Regions from separate parts of the Danio rerio genome. Here region 2 is linked to region 1. A link is a contact called in public Hi-C data. All regions are on one chromosome and are shown on one strand. The core of a region is the stretch at or near the end of the contact, and the rest is flanking DNA. Distances in the headings are between cores, read along the strand shown.

Evidence for each region. Hi-C and Micro-C count contacts between places; a contact is called where the count stands out from the background.
Region 2: a contact with region 1 is called in a Hi-C map of skeletal muscle, with 1.8 times the contacts expected there. The contact joins the promoter of fbxl14b here to the enhancer-like site in region 1. A contact is called at or near these places in 4 of 18 Hi-C or Micro-C datasets (embryo and skeletal muscle) and 3 of 4 datasets of contacts at active chromatin or transcription factors (caudal fin, embryo and gastrula embryo).

The regions. Positions count from the first base shown.
Region 1 is chr4:9,051,422-9,058,935 of GRCz12tu, forward strand. The region is part of intron 1 of wnt5b (wingless-type MMTV integration site family, member 5b); the gene reads left to right. Among named protein-coding and RNA genes, the nearest start is that of wnt5b, 24 kb to the left of the region's middle. Within about 2 kb of position 3,645, at least 22 of the 62 cell types and tissues checked have an H3K27ac peak or open chromatin away from gene starts, as enhancers often do. A contact at or near this core is called in skeletal muscle, where this site is marked.
Region 2 is chr4:9,107,868-9,115,381 of GRCz12tu, forward strand. fbxl14b (F-box and leucine-rich repeat protein 14b) reads right to left here and starts at 3,185. Exons shown (of 1, transcript NM_001015043.2): 1 at 1,716-3,185. The coding sequence starts at 2,960. The coding sequence ends at 1,758. All of the region lies in intron 3 of wnt5b (wingless-type MMTV integration site family, member 5b), which reads left to right.

The DNA of each region.
Region 1 (7,514 bases), core at 2,395-4,894:
ACAGCGCTTTTCTAGACACTCAAAGTGCTTTACACATTGGGGGGAATCCCCTCATCCACCACCATTGTGTAGCAGCCACCTGGATGACACGATTAGTGAAGAGGAGACGATGAAGCCAATTATGATATGGTGATGGACAGAGGATGTTAAAACCGGGGTTAAGCCCCTACTCTTTTTCAAGGACATCCTGGGACGACCTCGGTTTAACGCCTCACCAGAAAGACAGGATAGAATCCCCTTCATTATACTGGGGCTTTATGACCCATACAGACCACAGGTTGAGCGCCTCCTGAAAGTCTCACTACCATCACTTTCCGGCAGCAACCTAGCTTTCTGATGTGGTCTCCCATCCAAGTAATGATCATGTGAGGGTTGCAGAGAGCTAGCTAACATGAACAAATGAATAGTAATGCATTTGATATGTCTTCATTAATGTTAATGTCATGTTAGTTTGTTAACTCGCAGTGTTTTGGCAGGCCCGTAGCCAGCCTATTAAAAGGAGTGGTTCTTTTTTCTCAAAAAGTGGACCTATTTACAGTTATTCAAGGTTTAAATACTGCATTTTAGTGACATTTTAAGCACTAATTTGCGCTGAACTAGCTTGCTATCATTACCACACTTTTTAATGCGACAAAAATACTTCCTCCATTTTTGTCAAAGTGCTTATTATAATATATATATTTTTTGTTTACAAAGATGTATGTTTATTTACAGATGTGCCTTTATATATTATTTAATGAGATTAGAATTTTTTTAAATATGAAAATATGTATTTTTTAATTGCTAATTTATTATCATTCATGATAGAAAACAAACAAACAAACTAACACACAAACAAACAAACAAACAAAAAATGTAACTGTAGCCTATAGGCAAATAACAAACTGGCCAACTCATTGCTCAGGCAAAATTCATTCATTCATTCATTTTCTTTTCATCTTAGTCGCTTTATTAATCTGGGGTTGCCACAGCGGAATGAACCGCCAACTTATCCAGCACGCTTTTACACAGCGGATGCCCTTCCAGCCGCAACCCATCTCTGGGAAAACAGGCAGAATTTGTCCATTTAAATAATAAAAGACTTCTTTTAGTGGTTATTTTATTGGTTATTCGGTAAGACTTTACTTTGATGGTTGCATTGCAACTACATGCCAATTACTTCTCATTTGAGTATTAGTAGACTGTCTGCTTAATAATCTGCTGATTCTGCTCTTTCAACAGACATTTAACTGACTATAAGAAACTTTGCAAGTACATGTCAACTTACACTAACCCTAACCCCAACCTAACAGCCTTCTCATATTGAGAATTAGTTGGCATGTAGATGCAATGTAACTTAAGTTCAACAAAATCTGTTAAAGGGAGCATCAAAATAAAGTAATTTCAGTTATTCTTTTTAAAACCTTCTTCTACTGGTTATTTTCACAATTTAGGATGGGATACTGTCAAAAATGGGACAAATTACCTCATATAGGGCCCCCCCTACGGGCAACGGGCCTGATTAACTAATGTAACAAGCACAACTCTGGATTTTAATAATGCATTAGTAAATGCTGAACTATGATTAATGAATGCTTTACAATGGTATTCATTTGTGATGTTAGTAAATACATGAACTAATGGACTATTATTCTAAAAGATTACCAAATACTGTTTAATGAATGTTATTGTCTTTTTATTTAAATGAATAAATTTCATCCTTTTATTGAATGAGACCTCAAACTCAAAGTTTATCTCTCTCTTTCTCTTTGTGTGCGTGCATTAGAGTGAGAGAGAGCAAGAGAGAGAAAGGACAGTGCTGTGCTATGCATGCCAGTTATAGCCTGGTGTTTGTCAGATTCGTGTGAGAGGAAAGTTGGCAAAGTTTGCGCCTGTGTGTGCCATTGTTTATGTGACATGGCAGTTTGTGTCTCCATATATGAGTGTGTTTGTGTGGAAACTGCAACTTTTCACTTTTCAAGAAGTGAATGATGGCGGAGAGGAAGATGGACACAAGTCATATGTGGTGGGAAATATCGCCCCTCTATGGGAGCTTTGTGCCACTGCACCCCTCACTGCCTGTAGGAAAATACACACAGAGGGTTGATTTCTAAAAAGCTGGAATGCATGAGAAGCGAACGTGTAACACAACTCTCTCTTTGCCGGAGCCAAGATGTCAGACAAAAGATGAAATTATTAGCGAGATGAAAAGCAGTATTGATCGGAGGGCTTTTTCCTCTTTGTCACCGCGTCCCATAGATCTTTGCTCAGATCAGGCTGTGTATCATTGTTTACTTGAAGGATGGAAGGACGATGGAAATGAGTAGAGGAAGTGTAAGCTCTTTTATTGATCCCCGGCGTGAAGGGCTTTAACACCCAGAGAGGCGTCTGCTGCCGAATGACTCATGACTAGAGAGCAAATCCTTCAGATTTATCATTTCTGCGCATATTTACCTCATTACCACATTATGTTGTGTTGGATGGTGCATGTAAACAAGTAGACTGCATCCTGAACAGATTTCACTTCAGCTGTCGGTGTTGTTTGGCGTTTATGAGACTTTTAGATGTTGGATTTAGAGATTAGAGTTCACTGGAAAAAGTACTCACCCTTGTAATGCATTCAGGTCTGTTTTTACTCAGAAAACATGGATAAACGTTTTAAAAAGCATTTTTTTTGTGTGTGTTATAGAAGCAAATATGTGTTTATTTTCACCCAAAAATGTAATTTATTTAACTGTTTGAAGTTTATTAGAGTAAGTTTGGGCTTATATAGCGTAGAAGAAACTAATATTTTATAGAGAATCAGTGATATCACGGTGAAAGACAGTAGATAAAAATATAATGCATGGTAAAAAGATACATATTAAGGTAAAGGTACATATTAATTAGATAAAGGTAAATAAAGGCACATGATAATTTAATATGAACACATGAAGCTGCTGATTAGATGCAATATGGTTTAGTTGAAGAGTATTATTGTAAGAGAGTGGTTCTTCAAGTCCAAACATACATTTAATGTAAAATTACTATATAATTTGTACTTTTTCCTTCTTATCTGCATCTGTATGTTGCTTTGTTAAGTCCGTCTTGCTGATTTATGACTGATTTTGGTCACTTGTCAGCTTGTGGGAAAACAGCTACATCCACATTCAGTGTGCCTCATGGAGACTGGCCACATCAGCTAAAACCATCTAACATCACCAAATCTCTATTTTTCAGCAAGCCAAGTTGTACTCCTTGCATTTCATCTGATTGTTTTCATTCTCTCTCCTCGAAATATGCCAAATCCTTCATTCTCCTTGAAATTATCACCATTATCTCCTGCGCTCTCTCTCTCTATCTATCGTCCTATTCAGCATGGGAAAGATAGAGATGCTGCTGTCAATCATGCTCCCGCAAGGAGTGTTTCATGCACACCAGACTTCAGGGTGATAACTCACTGTCAAGGGAATTGATTTCGGGATCTGTCAGGACGGAGGGCCTTGAATTGTTTCTGATTGCCGTTACTGTCAGGACAGATACCTTGAGCAAGATTAATTCCTTTGTCATTCGTCTTTTTTGCTTCTCAGAGTTTATAAAATGATCTCATGCTGGCAGATGTTCTGGTGTGAGGAGGACAATGGTTTGGCGTGAGAGTTGTTCCTGCAGCTGAGGACAGAGGGCGCTCTCTGCTTTACTTACTGAAAACATGGGGGAGATTTAAGGGGAAGACGGATACACTGAGGAAAAGATCTGCCTGCAGAGGAAACCCAGAGAAAGCAGGCACACAAGGAATGCAACCAGAGTTATCTTCAAATCTGTCCTGATTTAGTGCAGAAAGAGGGAAACAGGGAGAGAGAAAACAAGAGGGACACCACACTTGAATCTTGTGGTGGATTTAACATTTGGATATTATTCTCATACACTGTAAAACCCAACAGTCAGCGTGATCAAATGAAATAAGTGTAGTTAACTTAAAATTGTCTGATAGTTAATGAAAAGAGTTTTGAACTCTTTTTTGAACTCTGAGTTAATTAAATCATTACTTCAACTTAAATGATGTAAGTTTACAGTACTCATAAAGATTAGTTTTTTTTTTTTTTTTTACTCAAATGGCTTGTAGAAATCGGTTTCCTCAAACTGTTTGATTTACCTTAACTTATTGGGTTTTACAATACTCAGTTGGTTTGAGTTCTCTTAATTTATTGGATTTTACTGTGCTCAAATTGCTTTGTTTATAAGAAAAATAGATTAAGTTCACAGTACTCATTAGGATTAGTTTTTAAACTTAAAAGGTTTGTTGAAATTGGTTTCCTTAAATGGTTTGAGTTACCTTAGCTTATTAGATTTAACATTGTATTTGAGTCCATGTGGATTAAAAAAAAGTCATAACTAAATGTTTTTATCAACTTAAAACCATTTAATGTCTGATCAGCAACTTTTCAATACTGAAACAATATCACCTTTGTTACCATGCTGCATTGTTACCATGCTTTTTTTTTCCATTTTATTCATTTTAAACCCATTTTATTTATTTATTTATTTATTTGTTTGTTTGTTTGTTTGTTGTCTGATTTAACAACACCACCAAAATGCCAAAACTGTTGCAAAGAATTTATATATATAAATCATTTAATGAATATTTGCTTAAAATATAATGGGTTGAGAAGTAAAAGTTTATTTAAATTGAATTGTTTGATTTAACCCAATGGGTTTGTTGATTTTTTTTTTTTTGACTCAGCGTTGGGTTTAAACAACCCTGCAGATTTTTGATTGCAGTATGTAATATATAAGAATTGTCAATATCCTGCTGGAATTAAGTTTAAAAGTCCTTTTCATTTTAATTATTGAAAAAAAATTATTAATAAAATTATATATTATATAAAATTAAATATAAAATTATTTAAAAAAAACTGTCAGGATTTATTAAATAAAATAAACATTCGTTTCAAAAAGTAACAGATTAATTTTCTTACATAAGTTTAGCATAAATATTGTTCCCAAAAATATATGTGAAACGGGGGGATACTAAAGATGTTGTTAAGGCTCGGCGTGAAGAAGAAACAAAGTGTGGATCCAAACGCAGCACATAACGAAGATTTAATGAAATGAAGATTAACAAAACTAAGACAAAGCAAAACAAGGTCATGAAACACACCGACATCATAGAAGCAACAAATTAATAATCCACAACAAGAGGGAAACACAGACTAATATATATATATATATATAGAGTCTTGCTAATAATTAGAATATCCACCACATCTCTGTCTGTGTATGTTTGTGTGTGTATTTAAGTTGTTATATCTTTAAAAAAGATAAATATTTATCAGATCTGTAACAAAATTGGTCTTTTTACATATTATTTTAGGGGCAAAAGAAACCAGAAGGTATTATAAGGGGTTATACATCAATGACATACAAATCAGAAATCTGTTAATCAGCAATGCAAGCATGTTAATTTTTTTCAATATTGATCTCAAAATGGCCAAATACCAGCTAATATACTGGCCTATCACTCTCCTTAATGTTGTTTCCTTTCTTGCTCATAGTGTACTAGAGAGGCAGCGGTCTCTGTTGCACAGGCTGAGCTCAGGCAGCATGTGTGCGTGGGGATTTTTGCAGTTTAGTTAATAGTACATATCATATCTGGATTTCACACCAGCGCTCCCCGGGGATCCGGCTACACTCGCTGCAATTAGACTGACAGTGGGCAGGCAGACAGAGCCTCTGAGGAGCCCTAATCAGCCCTGAGAGCTCACTGCGGGACGGAGGGCCAGACCTGAAGAGGGACAGATAGAGTGTTCACTTTAAACCAGCTTCAGCTGTCCTGGCAGCAGATGAAGATAACTTCAGGACGAGAATCCAAAGTTATCATTGCAATGCGGGTTGATCCCTTATATAACAACAAAACAGAATAAATAGCTTTATAAATTTTGCATAATGATTGCATATATTTTATTGCATTTATATATTTTTAAGTATATACAGTAATCTTAAGAAGGTGAGTGTAGTTCAGTTTAAAACATTAAAACTATTTTTTAATGTTACTTAAAATAAATGTTAGTAAAAATAAAAAATAAAAATACAGTTAAATATTCCCCTACTGTGCAATAAACATGTGCAATACTTTCTTATAAGCATCTTGTATGCAGCACCTTATAGAAATATACAAACCAATACTTTCTCATACGCTTTATTACATAGCACCTTATAACCTGTACATATATAATAAATCTGTGCTTACGACTTAATATTTAGATCTTTTTGACTAACTGCATCTCTGTTTAATGTTTATCCTCTTTTTTTCATATGTATTTTGTGTTGTCACTTCATGGAAGCTTCTGTATTCAAAACAAATTGCTTGTGTGAGTGAAGCACACTTGGTAATAAAACTGATTTTGATCCTCAAAGGCAGACTGCAGTAAAATAATGTAAATTTTGCAGCATGGAACTTGATTCATTAATTGTTATTTATACTATTACATCATTATTTTATATTATTTAGTACTTTATGTTTTTGAAAGTGCAAAAACAGTTTGTTCAATGCATGCGCTCTAGGGATTTCCCCACCAATGTCAAGAGCGGGTCTATGCACTTGCAAAAAATACAGGTTGATGTAATGTCAAATGGTTATCACAGAATATACAGATTAAACCTTACATTCACCCCAAATACTCACTCTGATTCAGAAGTTTAAGTTGGAAATTTAAAGCTGGACGGACAAAATTGGTACCGATGGCATTAGGAATTTAAATGATGTAAGTGGCCATCGAAAGGGATTTCAGCCAAGCTCAGAAACGGCCAAAGAGGATTCAAAGCATCTCAGAAACATTGGAGAGGGAATCCAGGGATGAAAAGATTTGAAAGGATTTTGGATATATTAGGCTTTTTTTTGCTGCAATCATTATTTGGAAGAGCAGTTATGTTTACCATGGGGATTTGTGGCAGTGAGCGTGCGTCATAGATGTTTGCTTGTGTAATGCATGAATGCTGATAAACTCCTGTAGTGGTATAGACACTGTTTGTGGTCTCTCTCGTCCATGTATTTTGCAGGGCATCGGGGAAATGGTCAGAAAGAGCTTCAATGTTTCCCATGTCCGTCATGGCCCATGTCCTTCAGTACCACACATCTAAAAACACACACACACACACACACAGCCCTCCAGGCTCGCTCTCTGTATGACTTCCCTTTCCCGTTTACCTCTCCACACTCCACATTCCTGTACGCACCACTGTGATCAATCAGTTTCTCTGCCCAGCTGCCTGCGCTCCAGTTCTGCATGGCTACAGACGACGCTCGTGTTCTTGGTTCGGGCCCAAACACCAATTTGGGCCATTCCATTAGTAGCCTGTGAAGGGGGTTGTTCTCTGCGTGTGGGCATTTACCAGATGCTGCTGCCGCTGTGAGAGACGATCATCAATCTGGGTTCAGCTGGCAATGGATTTCCCCCCATTGCGGCCCACATTTGCTCAAACACACGCTCGCCTCTGGTGAATCGCTCAATAACTTTTGAACGATTAAAATCTCTGAAATATTAAGGAATTCATGCAGT
Region 2 (7,514 bases), core at 1,935-4,434, 56 kb after region 1:
AGCTTAAATGCTTTGAATGATGGTGAGGAATGTTTAAAAGTGTCTGTTTGAGGAAAGGGGGGTGGGCTGAAGGGTTTTTTTTTTTTCTTAAGGGGGAGGAAGACTCCCGTGGGACAAACCCCGTCTCTCAGATCTGGTATGCGTGACTGAGCAAGGAGAAGAAGAAAAAAATCTTAAACCTGGCTTCTTAACTTAAGGAAACAATGGCAACTGTTAAGAACAGGATCATATTTGTGGTGTCCACTAAGTTGACGTGTGTTAATAGATTGCATGACTGAAACTGTGAGAGCAGCATTGCTGTTTTAACACCCTCACTAGCACAATTAAAGGAAGCATCCATTTTGTTGCACTTGATAAATAATGCACGCGAATATCACTTCTGTCGTCCTCTAAAATGCTCGTTTTACAGCAAAATAAACCCCTAACCCTGTTACTGCAAGATTATCTCCGAAAACTAACATCAAAAAAGCATGAATTAATACAGAATGCATGATCGATAGGAAAAATCACAACCCGTTTTCCCCCATAATGAAATTCAATCGGCTCTTTTATTTATATAAATATCAACTTTAATGTTTTTACTGTAAGAATATAAAACATTTTAATTTGGGATTCTTTTTACAAATACATTTACAGTACATTAGAACACAGTAGCTTCTCAGCAGGACTCAATACATGTTGCAGGTCGATACATCATGGTACATATATAGGCCTGACATGCATTTTTGCGTGTTACCCTCGTTTTCACCATGTTTCTTCTATGTAAAGTTGAATATCCATGTATTTAAAACAGACAGATTGTTTTATAACACGATGCGCCCTGTTTCAGCCCTGTGAAGAGGCAAACAAGGTGTCAGTTAATTGCAAACAGGGTTGTTGTTGTTGTTTTTTTTCAGGGACAAAAATTCACTTCAATTTGAAGTACAACGCTCTGAATAACAGCCATTAATTAATATCTGCTTACATAAGCATAAATACATCAGCAGAGGGAACCTCTTATTCAAAGCAGGAATTAAAGGCTTTCAGGCCTGTAAAATTGAGCACAAACTAAGAGATTGGAAATATAAAAGCTTTAGTGTACAAACCCAGTATTTGCATAAGGGTAGTTGACAAATGTTCATGGAATTTTCTTCATTCGAGATTTTAGTCCTCATTTATTTTTTTTTTAATCTACTTCACTTTTAATGGTCATGTGATGCATTTTAATGCAAGTATTGCATGTAGTCTCTCGGCTAATTTAGGATCACAAAGAAATGGCATGTTTAATAATGAAGAACTAAAACGTCTTAAGGTGAACAACTGTCACATCTGCTTGAAATGTGATGTCAACTACCCATAGACTTGTTTGAAAGTCCTTCTGTTGGCTATATGAAGGAAGGGAAATAAAAAGGTAGTCTGAACCCATCCTTTCTTTCAGTCTTTTTGCTTTCCTTAAGCCAAAGACGAGATAAAGGGGGAGGGGATTGTTTTTCTAGGCACAAATTCTCATTCTTTTTAAGAATAACATTATAATACATCTAACGAGGTAGTAGCCAAAATATCGCGATAGTCGGGGAGGGGGAGGTTTAATATTGCGTTTTGTTAACAAAAACAACTTTTGTGTGTGTGTGTGTGTGTGTTAATAGCAATAACTGACACATGTATCACATTCAGCATTTAAGCCTCTTTTTATGTACTTTGCTCTATTGAAATCCACCCATCCCCCTCCCGCCCTCCTTCTCCTCCGTCCCTCCCTCCCTCCAGAAACCCCCCAAGTTTCACCTCACTTTCTCACTTTCAGTCATCTGCCAAAGGCCCAGGTTCAAAACTTTAAGGCAGGGGAGCTGCGTGATCCTCTCCAGTCCCCTCTTAGTGATTTTCGTACATCCATACAGATCGATGCCGGTCAGTTGCGTCAAGTGGTCTGCGATCAGCTCCAGTCCTTTGTCTGTAATCCGCACGCACTGGCCGATGTTCAGCGTCCTCAGCTCGTGCATTTGGCGCACCATCCTGTTGATGCCATCGTCGCTGATGTGGCACGAGCACAGCGACAGCGACTTGAGCTGGTACAGGCCCTGCGCGATATAAGCCAGGCTCTGGTCGCCTATCTTGTCGCAAAACGACACGTCGAGTCCGGAGAGTCTCAGCGTGCCCATGGCGAGGTGCATGATGCCCGTGTCGCTGATGTTGTCGCACGAACGCAGATTAAGGCTCCACAGGCTCGTCATGTGAGAGAGGTGGATCATGCCAGCGTCCGAGATGCCACCACAGAAACTCAGGTTGAGCACTTTCAGCTTGGTCAGGCCTTTTGAAATGTGCTTAAGGGACAAGTCCGTCAACTTCTGGCAGTCCTGCAAGGTCAGGTATTCCAGGCTGAGGCAGCCCTCCGCCGCGCTCCGGGTCATGCCGGCTAGGTGCCCGATGCCCACGTCCGACACATGCCGGCAGCTCCGCAGATTAAGACTTTTGAGTCTGTGCAAACCCCACGCGATGAGCAACAAGCCCGTGTTCGTGATGTTACTGCAGCCACCCAGTTCAAGCACCTCCAAGTTTTTGAGATACTGCGCTATTCTGCCCAAACTCGAATCCGTGATCTGCTTGCAAAGGCTCAGATTGAGCACCCTCAGGGAAGGGATCTCTTGCACGAACGCGTGCCCCAGGCCGTTATCCGTTAAGTTGTAGCAGCCGCTCAGATTCAAGCTCTCGATGTTGGGCATCCCCTGGATCACGTAGCTGAGGCTGCGCCGCAGGCTGAGGATCTGCACGCGCCGGATGCCTCGCGCCTGGAGGCTGGGGAACAGAGACGGGTTCGCCCGTCTCAGATGCAGCTTGGCTTCCACCCCCCTCCACACGGACTTGTGGTAGGACGCGTCCCTCCACGCTGTGCACACTTGGGCCACCCTGCCTTTGTCCCTCACGTCCAAGTAGCTGAAAATCATGGCTAAAATCTCCGGGAAGAGACACGAGATGTGCGTCTCCATCTTCCACACGCGCTCAAGAAAACAAACGGCGGCAAACCCCCACCAACGGTCACCGTCGCGGCTCGTAGTCCCCTCCGGAGGAAAAAAAAGGGCTTTCAGAAAGCTCCCCAAGCTTTTCTCTTTACATTTAAGTGTGCAAATCGGCAACTCTCCGTCCCGGGTGATCCTTTCAGTGGCGCAGGAAAGATTCAAATGCAAAAAAATGCCCCCAAAAGACGCTTGATCCGATTCAGACCGACAGCGAGCGGGCGGTCAGGCAGCGCTGCTGCCCGTTTGGCGCTTTGATAATAGTCTTCGCTCGACCCGGGGATCCAGACGGTCGTACATTTTCAAAAGATGTCTAAAACTGCCACAAACCTCGGGAGAAAATAAATTCAGTCCGCTATCAGATAAAAGAGTGAGGTTTCGTTTCGCGTTTGTGCTCCGCTCGCACTCATTGCCAAGCCGAGGGGCTTCCTGCTGCCTTTGTCTGATCTTTTCAAACTGACTTGGCAGGGCCGCCAGCACAGAGCGGCTGCGGGGGAGACGCGCTTATTTAAACCCAGTGGAACAAGGGATAATGTTTAGAAAAAGTATGGAACTAATACAGCCGTTCATGTTATATGTGTAGATTTTATCTTAGCCTGTGATCTGATTTATTCTAAACTGTTCTGAAAGAAATGAGTGTTGTGTATTTTCACAGCCCCCCTTTTTGAAAGCAAAGTGGTTTGGTCCAACTCAGCTGGAACAGTAAGAATAGTTCCCCTGGAAACCAACTTCTTACAATTCAGTTCACTTTACCCTTAACCCTTCAGCGTCCGTGTCAGATGGAGTATTTGTGTTGTTTTTATTACAAGTTTATTTATTTAAAGTTATTTATTTAGTAAAGCTATTATTAGAATGACATTTTCTCTAACTATGTAAATATTATTTAATGTGTGTAAAAAAACTAAAACAAACAGACAATAAAAAAGGCTTGTTGAGAAATGTTTAATAACAATTAAAAAATACATCCAACATAACACAGATCATTACACAACATTGATATTTTATTTTTGGGTTACCTATTTAAATTTACTTTAGTTTTATATTTAATTAAATCATTCTCTTATTTATATCTACACTCTCTTTTTTGCATTGATCTTGCCATTTCTTAATTCTTAAAAACATCAGCTACATGCTTTGTACATTTCTGAAGCCTGTTGGATTATTATCATTAGTTAATCTGTTATAATATGTCAGAAACTGTACTCATACTGCAGTTCACGTCTTTTAAAATAAACATTTCTCCTAACCCTAACAGAAAGCACACAATGTTAAGCTCTATGAAGCTGGCAGAAACGGCGAGCCTTTTTGCCCTGTCAGTCTTACGTAAGGTAGTTTTTATTCCACCTTTTGCATATTTCCCCGTCTTTGGGCCCCAGGCCCCCCTCTGTGGGCTCATTGGCATTGTTAGCTGATATGACGGGAGCATTTGCAGAAGGTACTGGAGTGTAGCAGAAAGAAGGAAGAAAAGCAGCACACACACGTTTGTGTTTACAAAAGAAAATGCAGCACAGCACAACTGACAGCACAAGTCCAACCCTCCCCGCTCCGGCTCTCTGTCTGTCTCGAACCTTCTCTCTACCTCACCACATCTCTCTCTCTCTCTCTCTCTCTCTCTCTCTCTCTCTCTCTCTCTCTCTCTCTCTTGCTCTCTCGCTCTCTCTTTCTCTTCAATAAATGTCACTTTTCTCTATCCTCCTCTTTTTGTTCTCACTCAGTCCGGTTATAATTGTGTAAAGCATAAAATATCTGACACTATTTTTGAAGAGCCTCATTCAGTTCACTTGAATTCAAATGGACGTTAGTTGCCTTAATATATATTTTAAGTCTTATTGTGTGATATATTTACAGGTTCATATTATTTAAGCCAAATAAATTTTTAAATCAGACGGCACGGTGACACAGTGGGTAGAACTGTCGCCTCACAACAAGAGTTTTTCCAGTGGCTTGACGGCGGACTTGAGGCGCAGATATGTGTTGACCATGATGATAGGGTTCAAGTCTTGTGAATAATGGTTCCAGAAAGTGAGTAAAACAAAAATAAAAGACAAATAATAAAATAAATAACTAAATAACAAGGTGAGAATGTGGTAAAATCTGAAAACGTGGAAAAAATCAGGTGAGGACTTCTCTTTTTTGGGTGGGCGGGTCAATCAGTGCTTTTAAAAACACTATTGGTTGGGTTTAGGGAAGGAGGGTCTGTCAGTCAGTCAGTCATTCAGTCAGTCGACATCGGCCTCTGGTGGATTTACGTGAGAACAGCAGGCGCCCACGAGAGAAATTTTAGATCTAAAAAGTGTACACAGCGGTCTCTGGTGGATTCGTGATAAACTGCAAAAAAAACGTAACTTCTGGGATGTATTTGGCGCTCTCCAGAAATGTATATAGCGTTTTTTAGAATAAGCCTGAGTTGAAAAGTATACTTTGAATTAATATAAAGGTATATATATGAACAGTAGGTTCATTTTTAATTCGCTTATATTATTTGCAGTGTTTTATGGTATTGTTCTTTCACCTTATCAAAGCTAGTCATGGGCCGGTAAAGGATTCTGACGGTATGATAACCTTGAACAAAAATATCACGGTTTCACAGTATCACAGTATTGTGCTCACTGCTCTAAAATGTATTCTTTTTAAATGTCTGGGTAAGAAAAATTTTCTTTGAAAATAATATATTTTATTTTCTGAAAGATTTAAAATATCTTAACATGACAGGCTAAATAATTCAAATGAATCACTAAATCACAGCATTTTTGGATATATTTTCTGCTGGAGATACTGTTGTCCTAAGAAACAAAAAAAAAAAAATGTAAATAAAAAATCTTACACATGCCTTGGGAACGGTATTACAAAAAATGTTGCCGTATTTAAAACCTTGACTTTTGCAAACCGTGGTATACCTTGAAAACAGTTATCGTTCCATGTCTAATCAAAGCCAATACTTTTTTCTTTTAGTTTTCATACTTATGAACTACTTTACTTTAAGTAAAGCTCATAGCTCATTGTTTTTGGTTCATGGATTGGACCAAAGAGATACTGAGGGGGGTTGGGGGCGTTGTGAATGTATGTAAAAAATACTTGCAGAATGAGTAGGCGGGCATTAATTCACTCTATTACATACAACGGCAGAGCTATCAAACTCCAATGTTGGATCACAATACAACCTCAGTTAATTCATGTACTAACTCCATACTATTTACTCCTTTTTTCACTGAATATCCTCTTTAACTCCAAAACATGTCTGAGTGCTGGAATAAAAACGCGCCGCGGACGCCATTTGATGTTGACGTCAAGCTGAATTCATGCGCTCTCTCTGACAGACAGGTCTTGGGTTTGTATGGTGGACAGATGAAGGGCTCTGAATGCGCACTGAGCCCCGATGCCCAGCATGTAAGGGGGCGAGAGGTCTGTGACAGCGGCCCCTTTCCCTGGCTCCTCCAGCCGGCCTCACTGCCAGAGAGGAGGGCTGCTCCAGAACTGCACTGCTGTGAGTCAGAGGCTCTCAAAGCAGGCCTGCAGAGCCAAAAGCAGGACTCAAGCTGCTCCTGGAAATAAGCAGAGAGAGAGGGAGGAGGAGGGGACGAGTGAGAAAGGAAAGGGAGGGGCTTGATTTAGATAGCAGGCGAAAGCTAACAATTAATACACACACAGCCTGTACAGTACTGTAGAGCGACGTGCTTTTACACCCCTGAAAAAGTTGCGTAAAATAGAACAAAAGAAATAATATGTGACTTGTTTATTCTCTTTAACATCTTTTATTGACAAAAGTACAAAGAAACATTTATTTCCAATGTGTTCACTGATCTAAAAAGCTGTATTCTGTCAACAGATTTGGACTTTGTTAAGAAAATGTTAAGACAGAAGCTAAAAGTCTGTATAGTTTGGCTTTATCAAATTTTTAGGGATAGTTAAAGGCATAGTTCACCCAAAAAATTAAAATTCTGTCATCATTTACTCGCCATTTACTTGTTACAAACCAGTTTGAGTTTGTGTTTTTTGCTCTGTAGCAGGGGAGCCGCTAGAGGGGGTAAAGTTAGGACGATTCTAAGGGTCCATACATTTAGGGGGGCCCCAGAGACATTATCAAGGGCCTGCACCAATCCCCCCTCACACACACCCACCCATCCATCCCCTGGTTAGCTAAAGGCAAGTAAATGATGGCAGAATTTTCACCCCCCCAAAAAAATGGAAACACCCACATAGCAAAATGTCTCTGGCCCACACTATCAGGTTTTGCTTAGCCCACATGCCGCAGTAAACTACATGATTGGACCAAGTGTGGCATCAATACAAGGGCCAAATATTAACCATATCTTGGCCAAGTCTCTGGCAAGTTAATAACCGATAACTGGGAGTCTGAACTGGGCCAGATATGTTGGTGCGTCATGACTGCAATGAATTTGATAAACCTATGAAGTATTCCATTTTAGATGCTTTTTCTCGAAGAGACCTGATTGAAAATATTTTTTTCTTTACTCAAAAATAATTTACATGTATTTTAAAAGTGGGTCAAGATAGTCTAAACGTACA